Linked DNA regions of Mus musculus: all the other regions are linked to region 6. A link is a contact called in public promoter capture Hi-C and targeted proximity ligation data. All regions are on one chromosome and are shown on one strand. The core of a region is the stretch at or near the end of the contact, and the rest is flanking DNA. Distances in the headings are between cores, read along the strand shown.

Region 1 (3,265 bases), core at 616-3,115, 2.0 Mb after region 6:
GGACTTGATCTGTAAACGTTGCAAAAGGACTATTCCAATCGTGAAGAGTTTTAACTGCTGTTGGGTACCACGGTGTCATTTTTGGCTATCACCACGACCTGTTTTAACTTTAGTCCTTGGCTTGTTTTTTTTTTTTTTTTTTTCTCTTTCTCTTATTAACTACTATATTATAACTTATAACCAAGAATAGAACTCATTATAACTATGAAATTATCAAAGCTTACAGTATTACTGCTAAATCTATTGTTCTAATAGTTGGTTTCTAAAATGTCTTTTACCTAGCATTTCATGGCACAGAGAGGCAAGATAAAATGACGGCTTGTTTTCCCTAAAATGAGAATATTATGTATCCAATAGAACAGGTGTCAGGATTAAATGAGATAATGTATGTAAAACACTTAGCACAAGGTCTGGGGCACAGAAAGAGAGCTCAGCCTTATTTTAACAGGGAACTCATGCTGGCCCAAATCCCTCATGTGCCGGTGCAAAAATTAAGCCTCAAGAGGAGAACTGACTTCTTAAGGCTCTACTTCCAGTATGTTATTGTCTTGGATAAGCTGCTTAGCTGCAAATGTTGGGAGATTTTGGGTATTGGCGGGCCTGGGGGCACGTGCCTGCTGGACTCCAGTATGAGGAGAATTGGACGAATATGCTTGAACCATGAGGTTTCAGAAGCTGTGCCTTATCAACTCGAGTTTGAGGTGCCAGGTTGTGTGCTAATAATGTTCTCCATGGACAGAAGCCGTTCCCGTGTCCAACACAGCTCAAGAACAAGCTACCCCCAGGCTGTTAAGAAACCGATGCCAGCTAATAGGGCGATTGGTCTAGCTGGGATCCATCCCGTCAACTCTGAAAGGGTAGAGCCCCTTAAGGACCTACCGAGGGCTACTCTGAAAGGTCTAACCCACCCCTGTAGGGACCCTCATCCTCGGAAAGCTCGAATTCCCTTCCCCTTGGCACTTCCTCCCGGTCCTGCAGGGTGCTAACTTGGCGTCTCGGTTCCGCAGGGAGGTAGCGGCCGCGCCGAGCGAGATGGGTCACCGTTCGCGCGCCCAGGCTCTCGCTCCCTAAGATGGCGGCGGGAGCACCGCTCACACCCCGCCGCCCGCGCTCCTCAGGACCCCGCGGCCTCGGGAGGCGCGAGAAAGCGGAATTCGATGGAGGGGAGGGCAAAGCCGAGACCCTGGAGGCCCGCGCCGGCCGCAGAGAGTCTGGGAAAGGGATCACCCGCGAGGCATAAACGACCGACCGGGAAACACCACACTGGCGACCACGGAGAGGGAGGGGAGAAAAAAAAAAAAAAAAAAAAAAAACCTGAGCGGGGCGGGGGGAAGAGAGGAGAGAGAGGGGAGGAGCGCAGCACATCCGGGATATTAGCTGGGGCCGCCCAGGAAATGACGTACGCCCCGGGGTGGAGCCCGCTCTTCAAAGTGGGGTCTGCCTCCGCGGTAGCGCGCGTCTCACACAGTGTTGGCTCCGTCGTCACTCCCCCTCCCCTGGCTTCGCGCTTTTCCTCTCGCGGCTGCGGGGCGGCTGGGCACAGAGCTGGCGGCAGAGGCAGGCGGGGCTCCTTTGACGGAAAGTAGCCCTCGCCTCCAGACCCTCAGCTTTCCCCGGCGTCCTCCGTCCCGTTCCTCCAGGCAGACTCGCCCTGACCCCGGGCCCGCCAAGTCTTAAAGCGCACCTCGGGGGAAAAACCGACGTCGGAATCCCGACCGCAGCCCCCCGCCCGGGCTCCGAGCTGTCAGTCACGGCGCCGAAGCCGCTTCTTCCGGCGCTCTCGGGCCCGCCCTCTCCCCTCCTCCCTCCCCCCCGCCCCTCCCCGCGCGAGTGTCTCCCTCTCCCTCGCTCCCTCTCTCTCTCCCTCTCTCTCTCTTTTGTGAGTTATAGCAACCGTTGCCTTGTGAATCAAGCGCCATAGTCACCGTAGTCCTGGCGACTGTTACCCATCAACAACAACTACTCCTCTCCTCCTCCTCCTCCTCTTCCTCCTCCTCCTCCTCCCCACCACCACCATCTCCATCACCCACCAACAACACCACAATAATCCACAGCCAAGGTGAATATTCTTCGGTCTCTCTACATGTGTGTGGGAGCGTGTGTGTCCGTGCGTGTGTTCGTGTGTGCGAGCGAGCGTGGCTGTGCGGGGTCTCCCTCCTGACACCGGCTGCGGCCGCTTGAGGGGCTCGGTCCCGGGGGCTTGTTTACAATGGACCCGCGCGCGGCGGGCTCGGGGGTGTGGGCGCCGCGCGCCTGCCCGCCCGGCCTCGGCGCTCGGGGATGGAGCGGGAGCCGGGGCTGCGGGGCGAGCGGGCTAGGAAGCCGCCGCTGTCCGTCGCGGGTGTTGGAGCGTCCCCCCCAGGTCCGCGGGCGCCCAGGAGGAGGGGCAGGTGGAGAGAAGGGGCTCGCTTTCTCCCTCTCTCTTTCTTTAATTCGCTGCTTTGCAAAGCTGCCTGGTGGCTGCTGCTTTCCAAATCGAAATAGACAGCAGTGAGCAGGGGGGGTCCCCAAAAGGTGCTGCGCTGTGGTGGTTGTTGTTCACTTGCGGGGCCTTGTTGGGGGTTTTGTTATTTTTATCCTGGTACCTCGGTGAACTTTTCCCGAAGCCCGCTCCCTTCGTTTCGGCCCCTCTGTGCCTGCTGCTGAACGGACTGCACTTATTTGACCATCACTGGCCTCACGGGATTCTTTTTTTTTTTTTTTCTTTTAAAACTGTATTTTTCTTTGTGCTGCAAACAGTCTTAATATCCATTCAGCAGTCTTCTCCCCCCTTCCCCCCATTTGCACACACATTGAAACTAGGGGGCCTCTGCTGCTCTTGAGAGATTTTTTTTTTAAGTCTGTTTCTCTGTTTCTCTTCTCTCCTCTTTCCTCTCTTGTCTCTCCTCTGTCTCCTCTCCCTCTCCTCTCTCTCTCTCCCCCCTCCCCTTTTCGGGTTTGTGTGTGTGTGTGTGTGTGTGTGTGTGTGTGCTTGTGATTTAAACCGGATGCAGGGCATCTGTGCTACTTTGGTTAGTGGCTACTGACAGCGCTTTATCCTTCATGTGGAGATGGGAGGGGTAGTCCTGAGGTTCTGTTTCACTTTGATGCACCTCCCTCCCCACAGGAGAGTGTTAACAATTTTCATTGTGGTTTAGACTTTGTCTGTGATGAACAGGAAAAGGATATAAGGAAGCTTTGTGAGAACTCAGTTCACAACGCTATTTGTGACAGTTATGGTACTTTGAGAGTTTTTTTTTTTTTTTTTTTCCTTCTCCCATCTTCA
Region 2 (3,364 bases), core at 771-3,270, 2.7 Mb before region 6:
ATCTGGAGCCAGTGATCCATTCCTGCCAGTTTGTCTGGATATTAGCGGGCTAAATTATACTTGACGTTCTGCACAAATCAGGCTAAAACCCACTGATAAGCCAACGAGTCAGAGCACCTGAAACAAAAAATATGAGCAGCGAATTCACGCTACTACTTAAATTTCATGTGAGAACTGAGTTTAACCTCTGCAGTCATTTGCCACACACAGCAAGCATCCCTGGACTCACAGACATCATCATCTGGGATCAAAAACTATTCGATCTCCATTCTATCAAGTGTGGCGAGGTCAAATGAATGGAACATACCACTGAAATGCAAATTTCATATCCTATCCCACATCTCATCAGGAAAGAAAGTCTAATTTAACAAAGTTCTATTAAAAGCTCCAATGATATATATTCTGGCACTATTGATTTTAAACTACAAAACTTCCAAATGCAGGCTCCAAATTTGTAATTACGTCGGTTTAAACACACAAAACTACTTCTACCCTCAAATGTGCACCGTCCATGCTGACGATGACTATGCTTATAAAGTTATGCAAATCAGTCCACAAGTCACATTTCAGAAAAATCTTCCAATGCAACCCAGGAAACTAAAAACAATCACTGCAAGATTCTGAGGCAACATGCCTACGTGCAGCACGGACTTTCATTTTAATCTCATCTACACCCTAGATCTAGGGCCCAAGTCACGATCTAATCGAAATATGCACAACCCAAAGCGTCTATTTTTTTTTTTTTTTTTAGTTCATTTAGAAGGCTGGATTGACGAGCTCGCTAATCCAGTGTACAGTACTCTGTATTACCGGACAATAGATTTTAAGAAGAGACCACAGAGCTCGACAAGAAAACAATCCGTGCCTTGACACTTGCAAGGAGGCATGAGTTCCGTCTAGCCGAACACTCCCTAGGTTGAATACACTGGAAGAGACACAATATGCACGATCTAGAAATGCGCCCAGAATTAAACGTTATAGTCACCCCAACTACAGAAATTTTTCGCATCCGTCTACTCCCACGTTATCAGAGTGACAGAAAAGCAAAGAGGAACAGCCGCAGAAATGGATACAGGTCAAGTCTAAGTCGAATCCATCCTCTTGATATCTCCTTTTGTTTCTGCTAACGATCTCTTTGATGATGGCTGTCATGTCTGGGAGCCTGTGGCTGAAGAAAAAGGAGGAGAGAGATGGCAGAAGCTGCTGGTGGCGAGGCTTCTTCTGCAGGATGGAAATGGCTCTGGACTTGGCGGTCGCTGATGCCCCTCGCTCTGCTGCCGCTTGGCCCTGGACCGCAGCCGGGTAATGGCTGCTGCGGCGGCTGCTGGATGGTTGCAGAGACTGGGCCTGCTTCTCCTCAGCAGCCAGAGGCCTGGCAGCCGAGGCAGCGGAATGGGGAGAAGACGGATAATCCTCGCAGCGGCTGCCTCCTCCGGCGGCCTCCGGAGCCCGGGCCAGGGGGGGTGCGGCGGCGGCGGACGGGAGGCTTAACACCGGCCCGGGTCCCTGGACGTGCCGCCGCCGCCGCCGCCGTGTTGGAGGCAGGAGAAGGGGAGAGAGCAACTCTCCGGCGTTCCCAGCCCTGGCAATGGTGACAGGCGACTCCGACCCCCTCCCCGGAGCCGCGGCCGCCGCCGCCGCTTCTCCCCCCCGCTCCAGGAGCGGGAGGTGCAGCCGCCGAGCCTGCGCCGGCTCCCGCTCGAGCCCACGGCTTCTTCCACCGTCTCTCTCCGAAGCTGCTCAGAAGCTGCCCGGTTAGAACAGACGACGAGGAGGCGAGGCCCGCCGCCGCTGCCGCCGCCGCCGCCCGGCCGGCTCCCCGAGGGCGCTGCCCCCGCGGCTGCTCACAGGCGCTGAGAGGGGCTCTGGGCCGTGGCCGCCGCCGTCTCTCATCTCCCTCGCCTGCGCCGGGCCTGGCCTCACAGCGGCTCAACTCTCAAACTTCCATCATGGCTGCAGCTTCCGAGAGGAGAGAGCTGAGCGCAGCCGCGTCCCGACGCCCAAGCGCGTATCCTGCCGCAGTGCACAAAGAGTCCCGCCACATCACCGTGCGCCGGCCAGCCCGCCCCCTCCGCCGCCCCGCCGGGAGAGCAGGGCGCCTCGGAAAGCCGGAGGGGAGGCGGGAGGCGGGCGGGAGGCGGGCGCTGAGCCGGGGACGGGGCGGGGCGGGGCGGGGCGTCGGAAGGGACAGGGGCGGGGAACGCCGCGGAGCATGCCCAGTGTGTCCGCGGCTCGCTCCCGGAGCTACGCCGGCTTTGGCCTCAGCGCAGAGAGACCCGGCAAAGGTACAACAGGCTGGGGCCGAGTGAGGGTGCGCTGAGCACAATCGCTGACCGCTCACAGGTGGATCGCACTAGCTGACCGCCTTGGTCGGTGCTCCGGGAGCCTCAGGGGCAGGATTATCCTTCCTGCGTCTGTCCCTGCGTTTCTTCGGAACGGCTTTCATTCCCTGCCCTGCGCTGTGGTCAGATTGCAGTGCTTCGCTAGGATTTGTCGGCGACAGTCTTTACCTAGATAACACACCTCTCCCCCTCACGGTGTCCTCAAGGTGTCAGTCTTTGCACAAAGAACAACCCCTATTGTGTCTCCCGCGTGGGTCACCTCATCGGGCTCCGGTTCCCTGCCCCGCCTCTTGCTTCCCAGGCAGCTGGGTTCATTTGCCCGAAAGATGAACGCTCCCAGCCAAGCATGATGATTGTGCATACGGGGCGTGTACATTCACATCTCCCCTGAGTTTCCAGGGCCCAAAGGACACCCCTGGTTGGACAAAGTGGGTCTCCGTGAATAGAGTGCACCTCACACACACCCCTCCACCGCCCGGTGATGAGACCCGCAGCTCCCCGCAGCGGTGGGTCTACCGGATCACAGCCAAGCTCAGTCTTCAAAGAGCTAAGCCCCCACCCCCAATCCCCACTTCGTGGCCGCTATGAAAACCCGGCAGAATTGGATCGCGATGGCCAGGTTCTGACCCTGTCGGACCTTGCATGTTCGAGGACCCGGTTACTGAGCCCGGGTGTGGAGTATGGGACGTTCGGAAGCTGCAGCCAGCGAGTGGGCGGGGCGAGCAGGCCTGGGAGGGCTCAAAGGCGAGGTGGAAGGATACATGAGCCGCGGTCGGAACTACTTTCAGGAGGAGGTCACGTGTGGTCCTAGTTGGGGAACTTTCCAAATTCCCATTCCCCTATCTGTGTGCTCCTGGGGCAGGAGCTTGGTCCCCTCTGCTCTATTAGGTGATCGCCCCCGCCTCCTTCTCCCGTGTGGTCTGCTGGACCCCTCTCTTGCCGGATCGGAGCAGAGAATAGCATCCACGAGCCGTCCGCAGGAGCGCTGTCGGGGCCGAGCGCCTGGGGAGCTGGTTACACAA
Region 3 (3,156 bases), core at 443-2,942, 2.6 Mb after region 6:
ATCCTTCACATGGTACTTCTAAAAAGGATCAACTGTGGTATTTTCCACTTTCTTCAAATAGGTATTGCTGGCCATTTACACCAACTCAAGCAACAGGCTTTTCTGCCATGACCTCCCTTTGTAAATTTTGTATACTTAGTAGCCGTTGTAAATCCTCAAGGCACAAAAGTGGCTAGGTCTTGGCCTCAGGAGCTCTAGCAAGGGTGTAAAGGCTAAAACAGCTGTAACTGCCTTTCTAGTGCTTCAAGGCAGGAAATAGCCAGACCCCCCCCCCCACACACACATGTGCCCTTGACTTCCCTAATGGTCATCTTTTAAAGGCTGTAATAGCCATTCCCAGCCCAGGTCTCGCCGTACAAGAAAAAAGTAAAATAAAATCCCAGACCACCCTGGAAAGTAACCCCCCACCCCAGAATCCTGATATATTTCCCCATCCCCCAATTCTGCCCAGTTCTCTGTTGCTTCTCTTCCAAGCAGGGCAACCACCCTCCTTAGCTTTTCCCTCCAAATTAATCCCTTGCCTGAGCTTAGTTGTGCAGCAAGACTTTGTGGTATTCCTTGGCTCCTGACTGCCAGGATACCTTTTGGAGCAGAACTGTCACAGGGAAAATTTTCTATGAGCCAGAGCAAAGCTGTAACACCTGCATCAGGGAAACTTTCCCAGCAGCTGAAGCCTTCCCCTAACAGAGCCGTAACACTTAAAGATGTGTTACCAGCGACACAAGAGACAGTGTCCACAGGGAATTATAGTCTCTAAGCTTATTTGCAAGCTATCTTAACAAACTGACAAGTGTTCTCACAACAAAGACGGAAGAGAATGAAAGGCAGGGGCAGGAGTCAGGTATAAGCCAAGGAACGTCTGAAGCACCAGATGCTGAAGATACATGGGACGTCCACTCACTCCTTGGGGCTTCAAAAAGGGCCCCCTGCTCAACCAACTAACATCTGCATTTCAGAACAGTTAGGCAGTAAGGTTCTGTTGTTTGGCGCGACGTGGGATCCCCTGGAACTGCCGCCATGTAGGTGCTGGGAAATGAACCCAAGTCCTCTCCAAGAGCAGAAAACAGCTTAGCCATCTCTGCAGCCCCCAAGACCAAGTTTGTTTCTATTGCTTCCTCGCTAAAATGGAGTAATACCTTAAATATATATCCTAAAGTGGAACCGTGGGGGAAAAAATGCATGCCCAAGAACGGGCCTACATTAAAAACGCCACACACACATTTATGGAAAGAGCTTTTCACAATATTTGACTGTGCTCCGTTCTTTACACTTATGGTTCCCGAGGGATCTAATTTATCCGGAGATTCGCAGCTAGGGTGGGAAATAAGGGAGACATGGGTGTTGGCAAACACGATTACAACAGAAGAGACTCCGGTACAGCTTTTACCCTCCAGGCTAGACTAACGACGCAAACAGACACTAACGAGCGAGCTGTCCCAACGCTAACCCAGCTTGCAGACTTCGCTGTCTTTTAACTCCTTCAGGACCTGGGTGGCCCTCGCGAGAACCCGCGTCGTTCCCAGAAATCTGCAGGCTCAAGCGTCACTTTCCCAAGCCACGGACTCGTCTTCCACGGGACGGATCCCTTCGAGGGCCAAAACTCATGCAGCCCTCTCAGACGAGAGGTGTGGCGAAAATGGACCAACAGGAACTACGGATTTCGTGTTTCCTAAGCTCCACCCCTTGACCCCAGTACCAGGACGTAACGCTACAATCAGCGGATCCGGGGCGGGGCAGAACGCGGAAGCGGAAGCGGAAGCGGCGGGGGGTGGTGGCGGAACTCTGCGAGTTTCTGCCCCACGTGTGCGGTGAGTGTTGTGGAGAGTTTGGTGCGGGAAGTGTGGGGCGAGTGTCCGCCGGCCGCTCGGGAGCGGGGAGCTCTGCGGGGTGGTGGGCGAGCGGCGTCTTCAGCTCCATCTCCGGGACGGTCTACCTGGCCGCTTCTCTGGCCCGGAGTTGGAGGAACCCTGGCGAGGGCAGGGGTTAAGCCCTCTCTGTTAACTTGATTATTGTAGAGCTAAAGGAACAAGTTTCGCTGTCAAACTCCGGCCTGTGCGAGTCACAGTCAGCCCACTCGTCCCGTGTCAGACGTTGTGCATAGGAGCAGTGCAGGGAAAACTGAAGCGATCCATAAGCCAAGCATGATGGGAGGCAAGAGTATTTTAAACAGAGGCAGTGGGATGTCCCGGAGGTGGAAGTCAGGAGTAAGGCGCGGACTGGACAAAGAGGAAGGTAGAACTGTGGAGCCTTGGTGTCGAGTCTCTTTATTTTTGTGTAGTGGGAAGTATTTTGCTTTGTGTTCCTAGGCATATAAAATAATGAAGGATTATTAGAAAAGATCGGGAGGCTCATGGTAGGTCTTGACTCTCTTAAGGAGATTTTTGATGATTTGCATTGAGTGTTGGTAGTAGAGACAGAGGTATCTTTAAGGAGACTGCAGGATAACTTACTGTTGGGTACACGATGACTACCAAAGAAGTGAACATCAGGAGCCGTGCTCCAGTTTTCTCTCTGCGAAGTGGAGTAGATGGTCCCCGTTGAATACAGCAGGAATAGACAGGGAGAGAAAGATAGTAATTTGTAGTGGAATGCAGAGGATTGTGTCTCAGACATTAAGCATAAGACGCCAGTTATATACATAATCAAGAAGTGTTGAGGACTCAGGTCTGTGTAGGACGTTATCTCAGGGTCCCAAGGCTGCACAGTCTAGAATACCTAATTTGCTTGTCTTGCTCTTGGATTAGCCGTTAATTTGATTGCTTAGTAACTTGGTGAACAGTGCTTTAAGTGACCAGGGTTAACATCATCATGACTGCCGCATAGCTTTGTCACTGTGAGAGCAGCACTTCTTTGCTGTCATGTGCCACCCCTTCCCCTGGCCCAAGCATAACCTCAGTCTAATAATGAAAATCTTAAACTCCCAAAGGGGACATAACCTGGAAAAAAGGACATGAGGTGGCTACATTAACTGTATCTTGGAATAGGAAGAGGACAGGAATGAGAAAATTGATTTCCAAATAAACCCTGTGTTATACTAGTGTTATTTTCATAAGTTTCATTACACTGTCTTATTAAGTTGTCAGTGGGGAAGCTGGGTAATAGATCTATAGGCTCTATATCGTTTTAACTCTAATGTAAGAGGCATAGTTTTAAAAT
Region 4 (3,221 bases), core at 11-2,510, 2.4 Mb before region 6:
AGGGAAGCAGCAGGAGGAGCGATGCCAGCGCCTTAGGAACGGGAACTCCTCTTCCCAACTTCCGCCCCTGGGGAAAAGCAGAAGCCATCAGCTCCAAGAGAGCGGCTCTCCAATTCTTAGCCGTTAGGTTCTGGCTCTGGAGACAGCCGGTCCTCCCGGTGTCACCGGCGTCGCAGTACCCTCGCTGTACCCCCGCTGTAGACTGGCGGACTGCATGCAGGTGAGGGCGGGGGCCTGTGCCTGGTGGGGAGGCAAATGGACTAGAGTCTGCCCGGATCCCGGACCCTTCTTCGTCTACGGCCCCGGAGAGCTGAAGATGGCTGCCCCGGAGCTCCGCGGACAGTCACGTGTCTCGCAGGCACGGCCGTTCCCCCCTCCCCGCCCCCAGACCAGACCCTGCAGGGTAGCGCGTCCCGGGCGACCCATGCCACGGTGGTACGAGCGGTCGGCCCAGAAGGCCGGAGCTACTGGAGGCTGCTGTCTCTGCCGCGAGATCACCGTCCTGGTACCGGGTTCCACTGCCCGAGCTGGAGATCTGCCGGCGACCCGCACCCCGTGGGGCCATTGGGCATGCGCAGTGCTCCGGCCCTGGTGCGGCGCTCTCCAGGTTTTCGCCGCAGCTCCGAGAGGCGGCGGGAGGTGGGGCCCGGACGGACTAGGGGGGAGGGCCCGGTTCTTCCCGAGAACTCCTGGGCCTTCACGCTGCCTGGGGCTGCGCGATTTAGGAAGCCTGCAGACCCCTGATTTGGGGGGGGGGGGGGGGGGGAGATGGTGGTTTTAAGGATTAGAGCTTCGGAAAAATGTCCCGAAGAGTTTGAGGTTCATCCATTTTAAATGATCAATCATAAGGGAGTCACAAGTGTCGCAGCTCTTGGGCTTGGTGGGAAAGAAAATGCCAGTGTAGTTCGCCAACAGCTGTCCCCGTAGGTAGTTTCACCAAGGCTGAGTTTGTGTCCCCAACCTTCTAGCCGCCTTTTGCCGCACAACTCTCGGGCTGGCTCCTAATAGGGCTTCTGATCCCGGAGGATGAAACCCACCATCTTTCTCTTCTCGTGGTTGGGGGGTGGTGGGGGCGAAAGGGAACCGCATCTCCAGTTCCCGTTTCTAGAAACAAAAAGGACTCCCCCCCCCCCCCGTCCCCACCCCCAGCACACCCCACGGCCAGCTGTCCTGCGGGACTCAGCTGGGTCCCTGGTCGAGCGTCCGCGGTCCCCGCCCCCTGGCCGCCGGGAACACCCGGAGGAACGGACTGGCGTCGCGCGGGAAGCCGACCCGGCTCCGCCGCGGACTGGGCATGCTCGGCAGCCCGAGGTTCCAAGTCAGAAGCCTTCTCGCCAGCTCGGCGGCGGCCGGAGCAGCGGCGGCGGGCTGCCGGCTGGACGGGAGCAGGGAGAGCCGGTTCGGGCGGGCTGCTCGTCCCGGGAGCCTGGCACGCGGACGGGAGAGCGGGATCGGGTGCAGAGTCCGCACGCCGCCCTGCCCCGGTTTCGTTCCGCGGCGCGGGGCTCGGCGCGTGGAAAGAATTCCGGCGGCTGCCACGACTCGCGTGCAAGTGAGTCGCGGGGCGGGGGTGGAGGGCCGGCCTCCGGGTCGCGAGCGGCTGGATCTGACCCGAGTCTCTCGGGCCAGGCCTGACCTCGGTTGACGGCGGGCGGGCAGCCGGGGCGAGGGGGCGTGAGCGCATACCGCGCGGTGTCGCGCGTACCTGGCGTGCGGTCCCCCGCGGCCGCTCGTGGGGGTGGGCGCGGGGGAGCGCTCTGGCGGCCGCGATCCCGGCTCCGAGGGGGCGGGCCGCCGGCGGGGCTCCCCCGCCAACTTGGGCGGGGAGGAAGGAGGAGGCGTCCGTGGGCACCTTTCCGAGGTGCTGCGTGCGGGCTGGAAGGCTGCCTGGTGTCACATTGAGGCGAGCGGACGGTAGCGGGGCCTGAGAGCCCGGGACTGAGGACCTTTCCAGGTGGAAGCCAGCCAGAGGTCCCGTAGTGCTTAGGGGTGGACCCCCAAAATCACAGCCCCACCCCCACAACCCTGGGCGGCAGAGTGACAGTTGGTACCTCCTGGCCTGATCGCAGCGGGGCCAAGAGTCCGCGGCTTTGGGATTCCCTTCAGCACGGCCCCTCGATGACCCCCAACGGCATAACAGGTGGGACCCCCCTTCCCGGAGGAGCGAGCCCCTTCCTTCCCAGGCGGTGTAACAGCCCCTGGCTCGCGACTATTCTGAGACCCCGCGTGTCCTCACCGCGTGGGGGTGTTAAAGGGTAAGGCCTGCAGGGGCATCTGCGTAGCTCTGGACGCGGTTCGTCCAGAGAATGAGGGGTCTGAGTGATCATAGGCGACTTGTCAAGGGCACATCAGTGGTAGCAGCGCTGCCTCTGCCCGGATTTTAAACCCACACTCCAACTGTCTTCCTTTGGTGGCCCCGGTGTCCTGGTCCATCTAACGGATTCTGGATAATGCTTGATCCTTTTTGACTGCCGGGCTAACAGTCGGGGTGGAGGATGCTATTGACCTGGGGAGCTGAGAGAATCCGGGCAGGTGCTTCTCGGATGTTTCATTTCACCTTCAGACAGGACCGAGTTCAGCGCTACACACATAAAAAAGACAGAAGGCTGGTTTCTGACGGGAAGTTTATTTTCAGTGTTCTGAGGCCTGCCTTCTGTCATCGCTTTCCTGAAATTTACCTTCTTCAGATTGGGGGTGTTTCTAGTTGGCTACCTGGTTATGGAAGTCGTGAATGCCTGTCTTGGTGTGCTGTCTGTCAACTCCTTACGCCTTGCCTTCTGGCACTAGGGGCTGAACATCAGCAGGGGTGGGGGCCAAGGGAGCAGAAAGGAGTGAGATTGATGAGGTCTGATCCTGGTGGAAGTTGCCTTCGATTTGGGAGGCAGTTTGGGTCTGAGGAGGCAGGGGAGAGGATGTCCAGGCGTTTCATTGGTCAGAGTGTTAAGTGTCCAAGGAAAAAGCCAGCTGGGGTTGGGTGCCGATGTGGTCAGTTTTTTTTTTTTTTTTTTTAAGGGAAGCCCAGGGATGTTTGGTGATTCAGCAGGTGGCAGGTTTCCAGCTCTGAAGCCTTGCCTTGGCCAAGCAAGCCAGCAAGCAAGCTGCAGAGCCTGTGCCCGCAGCTGGCGGTACCTAACTTTGGGGAAACCTCCCGGAGTGGCCTTCTTATGTGCACCAAGTCTTCCTTCTTGTTTTGCTTCCTGTTTCCTTCTGGATGCCCTGGT
Region 5 (3,008 bases), core at 158-2,657, 2.5 Mb before region 6:
AGGCTTTGAGGAGCAGCTTCCTAAAAAATCCTTGTAAATGTCGAAACACAGGAAAAGATGTTGTTAACAACAACAACAACAAAAAAGCCAAAAGTCCTGTGATCCCAGCCCTCAGGAGGCAGAGGCAGGTGGATCTCTGTGAAGCCAGCATAGCCTACAAAGCGAGTCCAGGACAACCAGGGCTGAGAAACCCTGTGTCAAAAAAACAAAACAACAAAACTCCCAATTCTCACAAGCAGTTTGGGAGGAAGAAAGTTCTATATTATTAAGTGCGCCCAGGTGTTAAACTACTTGCCAGGAAGGGAAAAGAAGCTAGGTTGGCACTCGGGGGGATAACGCGATTTGGGAATGTGGAATGTAAAACGAGAAGCGATACTTTCTTTCCCCTCCTTCTAGCTGGGTCTCCAGCGTCCCCTACTGCACTCTTGCGCAGAAAATGCTAGGAATTCACACCTGATGAGTGAATGGACAAGCGTATTACTAAAACAACAGAGACAACCAAGTCCACATCCTGGGTCCCGAGAACGCAAGCGGGAAAGGGAGGTGACAAAAAGGGACACGAGGGGAGGCTGGATGAGGGAGTCCGCAGTCTAGGGAAGGCGGAGCGCGCTGTCACCTGAGACGTCGGGAGGTGGCAGTCCTGGGTGGTAATGCTGCCACAACCCCTGGAGGAAGGCGGCGCTGCTGTCCACACAGCGGTGCTTGGAGCTGGTGATCAGCCGCAGGCGGTCGTAGTTCTCCCGGCTGAAGAGGTCTGGGAAGAGGGCAGCCAGACGCAGGGCCAGCTGTCGCATGTCCTGCCGCCCCTTCTCCACCAGCTGCCCGTCCATCCAGTCACCGTACCACAGCGGCCACTCGGCCAGCGCGGCGGCCACTTGGCTCCCGCCATCCCGGGACTCGCGGGTCTGCAGCAGCCCCTGCAGCTGCTTCAGCTTGCGGATCTGCTTGGTCGTAGGGTAGCGGGTGCCGTGACGGATGAGGGCGACCAGCTGCACCGGGGTGCAGGTCCCCGCCAGCAGCTCCGGGTCCCGCCGCGGCGCCACCGGATCGACCAGCAGCCAGGGGTTGGCATCTTCGTAGCGTGTCTTCGTGCCGAAGTAGGGGCTGAGCACCGAAGCCACCGGGTCGCCGCGCCCCGGGAGAGAGCAGCGCGCGAACGACGAGAGCAGCGCCGCAGCCAGGACCGCGGCGGGCGCTACCGAGGCCGGGAGGTGGCTGCGCGCGCCGCGAAGCATCGTGCCCGGGGGCCCCGCGGAGGGCGGCGCGCCGCTTGCCGACCCCCACTTCCGGATCCGCCGGCGGGGGCGGGAGCAGAGCGCACTTCCGGCCCGGGAACCTCAGAAGGCAAGCGTGGTCTCCGGTGCTGTCACCGAGCGAGTGTGGCCGATCGTCTCGGAGCTTCGGTGTGGACAAGTGGAGAGGCGGAAACCTCCGACGAGCGTGTGACACCGGGCGCAGGTGGAGCCGGCGTCAGTTGACCCGGAGCGTGGGCGACTGTCCGGCAGCTTGGCGCCTCAGGAACCGATTCAAAGATTCCTGAGCTGTTTAGGTTTTTCGGTGTGGTAAAAGAGCACACATGAATCCTTTCCTTTTTCTAGTAGGTAGCCCGGCTTCTACCAAAAGAGAAGCTATAGGAGATGGCTTTTGTCCCTTACGGTGTGTTTTCAACATGTGGCCCCTGAACGATCAGTCTCAAGATCCCTCGAGAAAGAACGTCTGTGGCCTTTGCTTACAAGATACCTCCTGAAGCACACGCCCTCCCCCGACCCTCTTGTTAAGAGTTTGAAAATAAGCAGGACACCTCAGAGCCATGAATTTAGAAAGGGGCTTATTCCTTCAGAAATTTAAGCCCTGGGCTTCAATTTAAGTATGATTTTAATGTAGGCTAGAGCTGACACACCACCTCAAGATTGTAAGCTTGTTTATGCCAAAGGCCATTGAGAGAATAGAAACAGCCGTCCTTATAATTTGAGCACACTGAATCATGGCCTCACAGATGCACTCCATTATTAAATATGACCTCATCACTGTATGGAGGAAACACCCATATTCTCCCATGTAGTTAGATATGCAAATCAGTTGAGATTTTAAAATGTGCATGTGTGAACTAGCATGACTATATGTACAACATTTGTGAGCCCACGAAGGCTAGAATAAAGCGTTGGAGTCCCTAGAACGGGAGTTTCAGGCTGTTGTGAGCTGTCATGTGTACTGTAAACTAAACTGGGGTCTTTTTCAAAACCATTAAGCACTCAGTCACTGAGTCAACCCCAACAGTTGAGTGTCTGTCAGGCCACATAGCTCCGAATCTTGGACTCAAAAATCTTGAATCTAAATACCTTGTTTGTTTGTTTTTTTCCTACCCAAACCTCAGTATGTATGACAATTAAGGAAGATTATTAAATGATAAAATGATCCAAACCCAAGGAGATTTTAACCACATTGGCCACATTGGATCTTTCTCATAAGGACAGTTACCATCTGTACTTAATGGTACAGAAAATTGTACTGTTAAGCACTGACCAAGAAGAAAATGTTATAAAAATCCAGAGTAAATTCCAACTTGAATGCTGAAATTTTAAGGCTCAGGAGTGGGGGAATTCTAACAGAACTGTGCTTTTTTTTTTTTTTTTGATATGTCATTTTGTAGTGTTTAAATGACTAAAAATTCGTGACCAGTCTTACTTTTCACAGGAGGTTACTTAAATTAGTATTCATTGAATTTTAAGCCTTACACCTTATAGACTAAGGTGCTTGCGTTGTTATTTGTTTTCAGTATAAGACATTTTTTTCAATTGTACTTTGATAGTTTACAAAGCAGTAGGTTTCCTTGTGCCCTTTTCATACATGCTTAGTTTTTGCTGAACCTCCTCCAGCCCTGACCTCTCCTCCATGGCCCAGCTTGGATCCCCTACTTAAGCCCTTTCCCAGTGTCCCTCATTCCTTATCAAATGTGTTCTAGAACCATGCCCACTCCTCACCCTTACAAAGTTTCCTTTGTTCTTCCT
Region 6 (3,335 bases), core at 593-3,092:
TGATTATTAGTGTAAGTCTATTTCATAAGTCATCTTTCATTTCTATTTCTTGTATTGGAGTCGCCCAACTATTCTAGGAGTCAATGTACAATATTATTACTATTTGTATAGCTTTCACTGATAGCCAAAAGGAAAAGATAATAGCCACTTGAGGCACAGCAATACAATGCTACAAAGTATTTAATAGGTATGACTGTTTAAAAACCAACTTTCCAGACAAGTAAACTCTTTACTGGTCAAACACTCAAGAAACAATATAGTGGATACAACAAGAGCAGAAAGTGCTACAGGTTTTCTGTCAGAGGCCTTCCAAACACTTTACCAAAACCCTGGCTTTTTCTTGCCGGTTGTATAATCTGTTACTTAGAAAATTTTGACCAGTCTGAGAAGTTGTAAATCTGTAAAGGGAACAAAAATATTCCTTCTAAACCCTTTGTGGCTTATAGGCTACTTCCATCGAATCAGAGAGAACTGCACTTAATTCAAAACTCAGGACTGGAGCCAAACTGTGGTCAACTGACTGCAGGATGCCAACTTTTTTAGTGGACTAAAGACAAAGGCAAGAAAAACAATGTGGGTCTGGGTGTCTAATCATAAGACTCTGAGACTTACTGGATAGGAAACGTCTTAGCCTCATCAGGCAGAGCCTTACTTAAAATTAACGGAGATGCCCACAAGCACCCTTGTGGCCCAACACAACTTTCTGGCTTTTTTTGAATTACTGCTGATTATGCTGAAAGGTTTGAGTTGAAAGCCCGAACTTAGGGGACACACAAAGATGAGAGGTAAAGTTTATGGGGAAATAATCTGTCCGTATATTCAACAGACTTAAACCCGACTTCAGGTTACAAACATCGTTCCTTAAATTAGAGGTCTCTGATCTTTTACAGAACAAATCCCCAGTCTGAGACTGACGACAAGGAAGGAGGGGCACGCATTCTACCACCGTTCCGATGTTCAGTGTTCAAATCCTTCTAGTGAGGAAACAGGGATAAGGTGCTTCCCTTTCCACGTCGCATCTAGGAGCCGGGGGCACGGAAAAGAAGCAAGTCCTTAGAGGAGTCGGAGACGGCGCTGCGAATAAAGCCAGCTCGTCCCTCCCGCGCCCCGGCATGGCTGCCGGAGCCTGTTGCCTTTCCAGGCTCCGATCCCCCCCCCCCCCAAAGGCGGGAAGAGGATCCCCCAGGACCCTCGGAGGCTATGTCCGTGGCCGCTGCCAGCGACAACACCGCGTCCCGCACCTTCCGACCCGCTAGGCGCGCTTGGGGGGAGGGGGGGGGCAGCCGCAGGCCCGAGCTCCAGGCCCCGCATCCCGCGCCCCGCCAGCGGCCCATCCCGAGCACAGCGGGGCGCAGCCCTGGACACCCAGCCTCGTCCCGGGGCGCCGGCTGCTCGCGCCCGGGCTCCCCGCGGGGCGCCTCACCTGCTTGCCCCGGTAGAACAGGCGCTGGCACTCGGGCCTTACATCGAAGAGCGCCCAGACCCGCTCGCGCAGCTCCTCGATGGTGGCTTTGCGAGAAACGTCCTCGATGGTGCGCGTCTGGGAGCCGTCGATGGTGCGGACCTGGATCCACATCGCGGCGGCACGGGGACAGGGGACCAAGCCCCTTTGTCTGGCCCTGCGCTCGGGCCGCCGCGCCGCGCCCCGCCCGGTCCCCGCCGCCTCCCCGGGAGGATCCGGTTCTCTGCGGCGGCGACTCGGCGAACGCGGGTGCGGGCGAGGACTGACGCTCTTAGACCGCGCGACCGCCCGCCCGCCCCTCCTCGGTGGAAGGAAACCGGAACCCGCCCGAGGTGCGAGCGCAGCCCGCGCCTCACAAATAGGAAGGAGCCATGGCTCGGCGGCGCGCACTGTTTACTTATAGAGATGCAGCTCCCACATGGAGGTCACGGCGCCAACCCGGATCTCGCGAGATCCACGCGGGGCTCCGCCCCACGCACAGCCTGGGGGGCGCTAATATGGGAGGGGGCGGGGCCTCCAGAGCCGTTACTCGGAGGAGGGCGGGGTTGGGCAGGCTCGCCGAGGCCAGCTCGCCCTGTGCCCTCGTTGTCGTTGGTCACCTCGCAGTCTCCTGAGGCCTAGACTCCATGGTCTCAAAAACGCACGAACAATAGCTAGCCGTGCTGCGCGCTGGCGTGAGCAAGAAATGGGGATGCAGCCTACGTTCCCGAGACTTCACACCAGGGTGTGCGCCCGCCACGCGGCCTCTCCCGGGGCGCGTCGGCTTGATGGACGTGCTTCCCGCCGAGGAAACCCGCTTCCGGGAGGCCCCAGGGCAGAGGCCTCGCACCCACGTTTCCCGACCGGAGAGCCGGAGCGGGAGCTGGACCTGACCGAGTGGGCCTTCTGCGCTAAGGGCGCCTTTAGCCGCAGGGATCCTGGCTTTGCAGGACTGTACACCTCCGATCCAAAAATCCGGAGATCCCAGGGCGGGATACGGCCCCCACACTCAGGGGACCCATCCAAAAATGGAAGACTTAAGAGAGAAAGCAAAGCAAACGCATTATCTTACATTCACCGGTATCCGTAATGTCAGTACTAATCATTCCCATGAGGATAAGAGGCACAACTTTGTAACAACCAAATTGATTAGTCAAGATGGCCTAAATGGAAATACAGGAAGAGTGAAATGTGCGTCAGCTCGAGATATGAATATATATATATATACCTAGAGCCTCTAAGTTACCTCGACAGCTTCCTAGTTAACTAAAACATTTAGTTGATAAGGCAACAGATACATCTGAGAACATCTAATCTGACCCATGAAGGGATCAACTATTTGTTGTTACAAGGATATGCTAGGGTCTCGGGCTGTTATTCGTGGTGCACTGCCAACGGTGTGCTGCAGTCTGAAGCCTTGAGTCTTGGGCTCACGGGTTGGGACGCGCGAGAATTGCAGTCTTTCTGTTTAACTGTGATCTTGAACAAACTGCTTCAATTTCCTCCAGGTAAAATAGTGCTCATAAACACCGAGGGAATGTTAGCTTCCTTGCCACTCCCTTAGTAGCACACAAGAAGGTATTTTAGAGCTTTTGTTATTAAGAGAATTTAGATAAACTGGGAATATTCAAAGAAGATAGGGTGCTTAAGCAAAGACTGGGAGTGCATTTTCACACATCAGAAGACACTACACTTCTGAGAGAGGTTGACTAAATAATGAAGGGCAAGTGTGAACATTAGCATTCAAAGACTTTTGTAGGCCTCCCGGGGAAACCTGGGCTTTTTGAAATGTGCATTGATGTGTTTAAGTATTTAGAATGACAATAGAACAGAGTGCGGAAGGAGGCCTTAGGGAAAAAAGCAAGCTGTGGGAAGGTGAGAGAGGCTGAAATTT

Evidence for each region. Capture Hi-C pulls out chosen DNA fragments and counts their contacts.
Region 1: a promoter capture Hi-C map of liver shows a contact between it and region 6, with 7 times the contacts expected there. A contact is called at or near these places in 1 of 39 promoter capture datasets (pre-B cells), 2 of 484 Hi-C or Micro-C datasets (CD4 T cells and rod photoreceptor) and 1 of 9 other capture datasets (liver).
Region 2: a promoter capture Hi-C map of liver shows a contact between it and region 6, with 4 times the contacts expected there. A contact is called at or near these places in 1 of 39 promoter capture datasets (liver), 1 of 130 datasets of targeted methods (astrocytes) and 1 of 9 other capture datasets (liver).
Region 3: a promoter capture Hi-C map of liver shows a contact between it and region 6, with 5 times the contacts expected there. A contact is called at or near these places in 2 of 39 promoter capture datasets (liver and pre-B cells), 3 of 484 Hi-C or Micro-C datasets (CD4 T cells and CD8 T cells) and 2 of 9 other capture datasets (adipose tissue and liver).
Region 4: a targeted proximity ligation map of astrocytes shows a contact between it and region 6, with 4 times the contacts expected there. A contact is called at or near these places in 1 of 484 Hi-C or Micro-C datasets (embryonic stem cells), 1 of 130 datasets of targeted methods (astrocytes) and 1 of 9 other capture datasets (liver).
Region 5: a targeted proximity ligation map of astrocytes shows a contact between it and region 6, with 5 times the contacts expected there. A contact is called at or near these places in 2 of 39 promoter capture datasets (hippocampal neurons and pre-B cells), 1 of 130 datasets of targeted methods (astrocytes) and 1 of 9 other capture datasets (liver).

What each region holds. Positions count from the first base shown.
Region 1 is chr19:28,009,766-28,013,030 of GRCm38.p6, reverse strand. It overlaps Rfx3 (regulatory factor X, 3 (influences HLA class II expression)), which reads left to right and starts at 1,865. Exons shown (of 17, transcript NM_011265.3): 1 at 1,865-2,059.
Region 2 is chr19:32,756,233-32,759,596 of GRCm38.p6, reverse strand. It overlaps Pten (phosphatase and tensin homolog), which reads right to left and starts at 2,020. Exons shown (of 9, transcript NM_008960.2): 1 at 1,074-2,020. The coding sequence starts at 1,152. It also overlaps the pseudogene Gm36566.
Region 3 is chr19:27,428,444-27,431,599 of GRCm38.p6, reverse strand. It overlaps Pum3 (pumilio RNA-binding family member 3), which reads left to right and starts at 1,692. Exons shown (of 18, transcript NM_177474.5): 1 at 1,692-1,808. It overlaps C030016D13Rik (RIKEN cDNA C030016D13 gene), which reads right to left and starts at 1,563. Exons shown (of 1, transcript NR_027987.1): 1 at 1-1,563.
Region 4 is chr19:32,386,551-32,389,771 of GRCm38.p6, reverse strand. Sgms1 (sphingomyelin synthase 1) reads left to right here and starts at 1,260. Exons shown (of 10, transcript NM_144792.5): 1 at 1,260-1,552. It overlaps 2700046G09Rik (RIKEN cDNA 2700046G09 gene), which reads right to left and starts at 556. Exons shown (of 2, transcript NR_033198.1): 1 at 396-556; 2 at 1-67.
Region 5 is chr19:32,484,168-32,487,175 of GRCm38.p6, reverse strand. It overlaps Minpp1 (multiple inositol polyphosphate histidine phosphatase 1), which reads right to left and starts at 1,407. Exons shown (of 5, transcript NM_010799.2): 1 at 617-1,407. The coding sequence starts at 1,235.
Region 6 is chr19:30,029,020-30,032,354 of GRCm38.p6, reverse strand. Uhrf2 (ubiquitin-like, containing PHD and RING finger domains 2) reads right to left here and starts at 1,842. Exons shown (of 16, transcript NM_144873.2): 1 at 1,424-1,842. The coding sequence starts at 1,576.